2 separate regions of the Sus scrofa genome follow, and region 1 is linked to region 2. The links are chromatin contacts, called in public HiChIP or PLAC-seq maps. All regions are on one chromosome and are shown on one strand. Each heading gives the region's core, a stretch centred on a gene start, on an enhancer-like site or on the middle of the called end of the contact. The rest is flanking DNA. Distances are from core to core; before and after follow the strand shown. Region 1 holds the start of ANKRD33 (ankyrin repeat domain-containing protein 33). Region 2 holds the start of SLC4A8 (electroneutral sodium bicarbonate exchanger 1).

Region 1 (3,830 bases), core at 863-3,362, 400 kb before region 2:
GCCACCTGCCCAGGGTCACTCAGCGGGCAGCAGAGCCAGGATGGGCACCAAAGAGTCTGGTTCCAGATAACAATCTTTTTTTTTTTTTTTGTATTAGGTTCTCCAGCCAGTCTAGGTTATCCTCCCAAGTTTTCTTTTCTGGGACTGCCATTCACCACTTAAACAGAGCTATCAGGAGCTGGACTTTGTTGCTGGTGAGAAGCTCCAGCACACTCTCCTCCTCCAGGAAGTCAGCCTAGATTGATCCTCCATCCACCTCTCTCCTCTCTGCAACTATGACAGCTGACTTAGTGCCTGGTGGGGAGGTGTGGGGGAGGAACTGGAGGCCACACAACATCCTGGTCCCCATGCACCTGCCATGAGGAGGGCAGCCACGCATTCCGAACGGTCCCGCATGGCAGCCTTCATCAGCGCTGTCAGCCCCCGCTGGTCCCGGCGCTCCAGGTCAAGGCCCGCGTAGTAGTTGATCAGGAAACTCACCAGAGGCACGTGGCCTGCAGGGCACCAAGGGCAGAGCTTGGCTACCCAGGAAAGGAATGACAAAGCCCCAGATCCACTCTCCACCCAACACGGCAGTGGCAGTGTCAGAGTGAGAGAACATTGGTGCAAAGAGTGTGGGCTGTGGCCTTGGTCTGGCGGGTAGAGGGTGGGGTCAGCAGCCTCTTACCTGCTTGGGCAGCCAGCATGAGGGCTGTGTCCCCCTCTTTGTCCTGCTGGTTCACATCCAGGAAAGGACAGCGGCTGAGCAGAGCCACGACACTCCGGAAGCCATGGTAGCATGCGACCATGAGGCCTGTCTGGGGGAGGGGCAGCTCAGCCCCCGTGCTTCCCTCCTGGAGCTTCTTGGGGGCCCTGGGCCCTTTAAATCCACATCTGACCCAGGGATGTCCCAGTTCCTGTGAAGACCCACTCTCTCCCTTCCTCCTGAGGACCCAGGCAGTGGATGCCATCCTGAAATTCCCAGGACGAGTGGGGTGACTCACCCTCCCATTGCCGTCCACCTGGGTGGCCTCCTCTGGGGAGACCCCATCATCCAGGATGGCTTGGAGCTGGGCAGAGTCATTTCGGACACAGGCCCAGTACAGGGCCCCCAGCGTGCAGCCTGGGATAGAGGCATCAGACACGTCCAGCCCTCCCCTCGGCAATGGCAGCTCCTCCTCTTCCATGCTGGGGGCAAGAAGGCGGGTTTCCCCCCTTCAATGCAGCTGGCATCTATAACACAGAATGAGGGGAATGGTGTCCCTCTGAATCCTGGGACATGTCTCAGCATCTGTGACTCACCCCAATGGCCCAAGGAAGAGTCCTTTCCTACTGGAGTGTCCCATCCCATTCACCCTGGAGAAAGGACATGCCGGTGGCAGGGAAGCAGAGTGGCAGGAGCCCTAAGAGGGTAGAAGTCACTATAAGTGAGGATCCTGGTGAGATTCAGGGAGAGCGGCAGTTCCCTTTTTCCCAGGGGACCTTACCTGGGGTTTGGAGGCTCCCTAGGAGGTAGCCATTGCTGGGACTCACAGTAAGCCCCAGACTCCTGAGAGCACTCACCGGGTCTCTGGAGCGCCTCAAGGTGGACTCTCCCCCCCAGGAAGCAACGCAGGTAACAGATGGCTCGACTTAACGGAAAGAGCTGCCTCAAACACCTCGGGGCTGAGCTGGATCAAGCCGGGTTAGTTAGGGATGAGGTGCAGGGCGGGGCAGGTGCTCTCCCCTCCCCAAGCCGACAGAGCCCCGCCCCACGAGCCTGCCTAGAGTGGGCGGGGCCCGAGTCCGAGTGGCTCCTCCCCCGAGGAGGGGGCTCTGAGAGTAAGATCCGCCTCTCCTGCAAACTCACACCTTCGGCCCCCTTCGGAGACCAGCTCCAAACCCACGCTTTGAAGAGTGGAGCCGGGCTTGGCAGGGGGGGTAGGGGTGGGAGAGGCTGTAAGTCACACACCTCTCTAAAGAGGGTGACTGGGACGGGCATAGGGGCCCCAGGGGTCACCTGGATCTATTTTTTTAGATTCTGGGGAAATTAAAGCATAAAGAATTGCTTAATTAGGGTACAGAAATTATGATATATTCAGTTTAATGGATTAGTTTGATGTGGTACATTAAATATAAAATATTTAAATTATATTCACATGTAAATGAATTATTTTGATTATTCAAATCAAACTATGGTTTTCATTATTTATTTATTTATTTATTTATTTTAATGGAAGGTTTTATTTTATTTTTTTGTCTTTTCTAGGGCCGCACCTGCGGCATATGGAGGTTCCCAGGCTAGGGGTCTAATCAGAGCTGTAGCTGCTGGCCCACACCACAGCTCACGGCAACGCCAGATCGTTAACCCACTGAGCAAGGCCAGGGATCAAACCTGCAACCTCATGGTTCCTGGTCGGATTAGTTAACCACTGAGCCATGACAGGAACTCCCATTATTTATTAAATTAATAAAATTATTATTAAATTATTCTTTAAGTTAAATTACCTTTTTTTTTTTTTTTTTTTTTGTCTTTTTGCCATTTCTAGGACCGCTCCAGTGGCATATGGAGGTTCCCAGGCTAGGGGTGTAATCGGAGCTGTAGCCGCCGGCCTACACCAGAGCCACAGCAACATGGGATCGGAGCTGCGTCTGCAACCTACACCACAGCTCATGGCAACACCGGATCCTTAACCCACTGAGCGAGGCCAGGGATGGAACATGCGTCCTCATGGTTCCTAGTCATGATTTCCACTGATCCACAATGGGAACTCGATGACACATATATTCGTGACAACATACATTTCATTGAAAAAAGTAGTGGTGGTTTGTTTTATTTTAACTCACACCTTAGATTGTGCTACAGAGCTTATTGTGTTCGTTCTTTTCACTCAGTGCTGTTTTGGGGGTTGGTCCTTGCTGCTTTTTATGCAGTGTATCAGTCAGGTGTTGTAACCAAAAACTGACCTCAGGGGTGTGGTTGCTGCCATAGGCTGGCTGCTCAACCTGCTTCCAAAACTGTAAAAGCTGGAAAGGTATAATGACACTTCCCAGATTCTTGTGAGCTAGGAATCTGTGATTTAAGTTCTGCTTTTGTGTAAGACACAAATTTGGAATAGAGCTAAGTAGCATGGGACATCCGTTTTGCTGTCACAAATTGTGACAGATACGGTTGGGGGGGTCTAGTGAGCAGTTTCCTGATTCGTCAGCTTCCTGTAGTAGTGACTTGTTTTCTGGATCACAGGCAGAGGTCATGTGCCTCTCAAAGCTGGGAGTTGTTCCCAGACCTAGAGCCTGCTTCTTTATTTAAACTAGCCAGATTTATTTCTGTTACCAGTAATTAAACCCTAACTGACATGTGTGGCTTAAACAAGTAGAGGTTTATTCTTCATACAAGATAAAAAGTTCAAAGATAAGAAGCTGTTGGTGTTGACTGAGTAACTCGATGATGTCAGGGCCTTCTCTGGGAGTCTCTTGGCTTTTCCTCATGGTCACAATATAGCTGCTGTACCTCTAGCCATCACAGTAAAATGTGGTGAAGGGACACTGTGGACTCTATGCAGCAGTTGGAAGAAATCTACGAGATGATGGGTCAGACATCTCTGATTAAATGATACACTCCCTATCCATAACCCTCTTCTCTCTGGTCACCTTTTGGTCAGGTGTGACCAGTTAACACAGTTTTGGCCAATGAAATGCAAGCAGCAGTCTGATGGGGGAGGCTCCTTGGAAAATCTTTGCTCTCTTGATAAAAGGTATGGTGTGTCCCTTTTAACCTTTCTTTCTTCCCTCTTATTCCTGCTGCATAGGATGCCATAGTGTGCATCCATCACATCTGACTTATCTGCTCTTCCAAAGGTGGACCCCTATGC
Region 2 (3,857 bases), core at 274-2,773:
CTTAGGAAGATTAGATAGGGAAAGATTTTTCCAAAGTCTTAGATATGGTTCCTCTTTTGATGGAGCAAGCAAAGAAGGAATGATGGACCTTCCAGTAGCAAACTATTACCCTAAATTAGAGAAGTGAGTCAGTATCTGATACCCATTTTGCTACAAACTCAAGAGTTTTCTCTACCTCTTCACAGAAAGCATCCTGACGTCAACATGGCACTTGTTTCAAGACCTGTCATCCTTCTGAGAAGGTCCATCATTCCCTTGGCAGCCCTTCACTTCGGATTTGACCTCCCTTCAATACCTCTTTCCAGAGCAGTAACTATATCATCACCTGATCCGCACGGGAAAGGGGGAGTGAGGATTGAATGAGCTACCACTCACATACTGGTTGCCACACAGTAAACATCATCATTTCGCAAAGCCCTTTCACAAACAGCACCTCAAAACCACCCTGTGAGGTAAGCAACGTAAATATCATTCCCATTTTACTTGAAGGGGAAAATGCGGTTCAGAGAAGCAAGTGACTTACTCCAGGTCATAAAACCTGTGTGAAATAGATGCAGGATTTGAACCTACAGTCTCTGACACCTAGTCCACTGTTTTACCTTACATGAGCCACCCCTACAGTTGGGTTATCAGTTACTGAAACCTGGTTTCCTCGTTCCTCTAAATAAACACCTGTTCCTGACTCCTCAGCACCTCCCCCGGCCCCTTTCTACTTCCCCACCTAGAACTTGTCAGCTATCTATGCAATGGGATGAAGGAAGTCACAAAGCTGGCCACACAAACAGGGTTTGGTCCCAGACTCCAGTTTCTCCAGCTCTTTCTCTGAGCCCGTGAGGAAGCAGAAACCGTCAGAAATAAAAACACAAAGAGAAGAACCTGCCCCACCACAGCAAGGTTCCTGGCTACCCTCTCTCCCATGTTTCAGCAGGACACTGCAAGGCCTCTTTCCCAGCAACGAGGATCCGAGGAACAGAGGTCACCGGCCGCGGGCCGTCAGGGCTACTCAGTCGGCCGCGTAAGGGATGCGACAGCGATCCGCCGGCTCCCGGATTTGGCCCAAGGTCACCCTCTCGCAGCCCGGGCCCGATCCCCGATCGCCCCGAGCGCCCCCTGGTGTCTCGGGCTGGCCTCCCCTTGCCCTCAGGGAGTGGCCTGCGGAGCCCCGGCTCGGGGGCAGAGGAAAGCGGGTGGGCAGAGGATGAGGAGGCTGAGCCCCGGGGAGGGGCGGGAGGCGGGGCCCTACCTGATAGCTGAGGACGCCGTCCGGCTCGTTACTCCCAGCCGGCATGGCGGAGCCCAACTAGGTCTCGCCCGCCGGCTCCAGGCCGAGCGTTAGCAGCCCACGCGCTCTGGTCTGGTTTGAGCGGATCGCCCAAGCGGCGACCCCTACCCTGGAGCCAACGGTCAACCATCAACCGCCGCCGCCTCCATAGCCACCGGCCCGCGAGGCTTCGCCGCAGCCAATCAGCGCGCGGCCTGTGCGGCCAATCAGGGCGCGGAGCACAGGAGGACGCTGTCCGGCGGTACCCTGGGCTACCAGGAGGAGGGGGGAGCCTGGGGAGCCGACAGCTCCGGGGCCTGGTTGCCTTGGAAACCTTCTCCCTCCCTTCAGGGGCCTCTGGGCTTGAAGGTCTCTCCAACTGCTTGCTACCAATCGAAAATCTCGTGCTTCCATCTGCGGATGCACCTGACCCTTGAAAACTGAGGAAGTGTCGGGTTTGTCTATTGTGATTTTATTTCTCGGGTTATGATTTTTAAACTCTGGAGAACCATCCCTTGGGGTCGCAGAAGGAAGCAACCGAGGATGAGGGGGAGGGGCCTTCTAAAATTACTTGTTAATCCTCGAGCTAGTGGCCAGATTAAAGAACATTAAAGGGAAGCAGTCAGGAAGTGATCAGACCCCCTCCATGGACTCACTATGATTTAGATCTTCTCCCTGGGCTCCAGGTTGGCAGTGAAAAACAGAGAGTTGAGCTAAGGATGACTGTTGAAATAATTACACAAAAATGTTTCCAACTGTTACAAGAAATGATCTAGGGCAAATTATTTAACAGAAGACCTACTGATCTAAGGCAACTTTAGAAAACCATGAGTAACACATTCAATCTGATTTGGGTTTTTAAAAAAAGAGAGGCTGGCTGTAATCCAACCAAACCTCTGGCTCCAAAAGGAGGAAGAGGGTCTTTTGTTTTATGTCCACCACCACATCAGACCATAAGCCAGTCCACACTATTAAAAGAAAAAGAGCAATTGCAAATAATTCTCAACCTCCAAAGAACCTACACTTGGGGAACGTAATCTGGTGCATGTTAAAGTTTCAAAACCTGCCTACCCCTCCTTGCATTGGCCCTGAAATTTGAAACAAGGTTGTGCTTCAGTGTCCCTGAGGCAGAACCATATTTCTGATCTCTGGTTCAAGGCCTTGGTCCCATTTCTGAGTCTTAGTGTTCATTGCCACAGCCTCTATTGCTCTCCTCACTAATCCTGTCTTGAGTCTGGAATTCACTCCCATTTTTGCCCATCAAAATCTTAATCATCCTTCGAAGTCAGTCTCAAAGGCTACTTCTTCCAAGAAGCCTTTCTCTACTCCACTCTCCCCTACACCCCTAAGAGATGTTATCACTTCCTCCTCTGAATCCTCGTAGCACTTTGTACTTTTCTTAAAGCAGTTACCATGCTGTGGTTACATGCTTTAATTATATGTTGACTTCAGTTTACTATAATATAGTAAGTTTTTGAAGGCAATAATTATTTTTCTTATGCCCTTCTATATACTCCATAGAGCCTCAAAGAATGCTGGGCACATAGAACATAGTCATAAATATATCTTACATAAGTATATGTAAGTTATATAAGTATATAAAAACTTATACATAATTTATAAACACATAAGTGAATATATGTGCTCTTAATTCAGTCTAACCAAAAACATATTGAACACTTACTAACCACAAGCCCAAATGGCACTTGAGATGCATGGAAATCTACAATAAAATACACATCTCCAAAGGGCTTAGAGTCTATAATCAGGGAAAAAGGATATACGTTAATATGATGACAAGATAATAGAACATAAAACAAGAACCATATGAGTAGTACAGACAATAAAGATTATAAAAATTCAGAAGAGAAAATAAGGAGTTCCTGCTGTGGTGGCAGTGGGTTAAGGATCCACTGTTGCTGCAGCTGTGGTGTAGGTCACAGCTATGGCTCAAATTCAGTCCCTGGCCTGGGAACTTCCATATGCCTTGGTGCAACTGAAAAAGAGAAAGAAAAAAAATTCATAAGAAAAAATAAACTTTATGACTTGGGACACAAGGAATATGATACAGAAGACATAGTTTTGGGCTAAATCCAAAGATAGTCAAGGGAGTTCCTATCCTGGCTCAGCGGAAACGAGTCTGACTAGCATATATGAGGATGCAGGTTCAGTCCCTGACCTTGCTCAGTAGATTAAGGATCTGGCATTGCCATGAGCTCTGGTGTAGGTTGCAGATGAGGCTCAGATCTGGCATTGCTGTGGCTGTGGCGTGGCTGGCAGCTGTAGCTCCGATTCGACCCCTAGCCTGGGAACCTCCATATGCTGCAGGTGTGGCCCTGAAAAGCAAAAAAAAAAAAAAAGTCAAGCCACGGTAAGGAAAGCAGACATCTCAGGTCTTGCGCAAAGACTTATCAAAGGAACGCACATGACCCATTCAGGGGAGCCATGATTTAAACCAAAACAGAAAGTTACAGAAAAGAGCAGTAACAAGCAAAAATTATAGTAAAGAACAACTATGGCCAGGTTATAGAGAACCAGCCAATAAATTCACTCTCTATTTTCTCACTTGATAGAAAGTAGGACACTACTGAAACTT

The links. HiChIP or PLAC-seq counts read pairs in DNA pulled down with a chosen protein or histone mark.
Region 1: an H3K27ac HiChIP or PLAC-seq map of alveolar macrophages shows a contact between it and region 2. The contact joins the promoter of ANKRD33 here to the promoter of SLC4A8 in region 2. A contact is called at or near these places in 1 of 47 Hi-C or Micro-C datasets (embryonic fibroblasts) and 1 of 2 datasets of contacts at active chromatin or transcription factors (alveolar macrophages).

The regions. Positions count from the first base shown.
Region 1 is chr5:17,245,622-17,249,451 of Sscrofa11.1, reverse strand. ANKRD33 (ankyrin repeat domain-containing protein 33) reads right to left here and starts at 2,112. Exons shown (of 5, transcript XM_021091670.1): 1 at 1,543-2,112; 2 at 668-1,212; 3 at 354-494. The coding sequence starts at 1,166.
Region 2 is chr5:16,840,333-16,844,189 of Sscrofa11.1, reverse strand. It overlaps SLC4A8 (electroneutral sodium bicarbonate exchanger 1), which reads right to left and starts at 1,523. Exons shown (of 25, transcript XM_013988274.2): 1 at 1,244-1,523. The coding sequence starts at 1,288.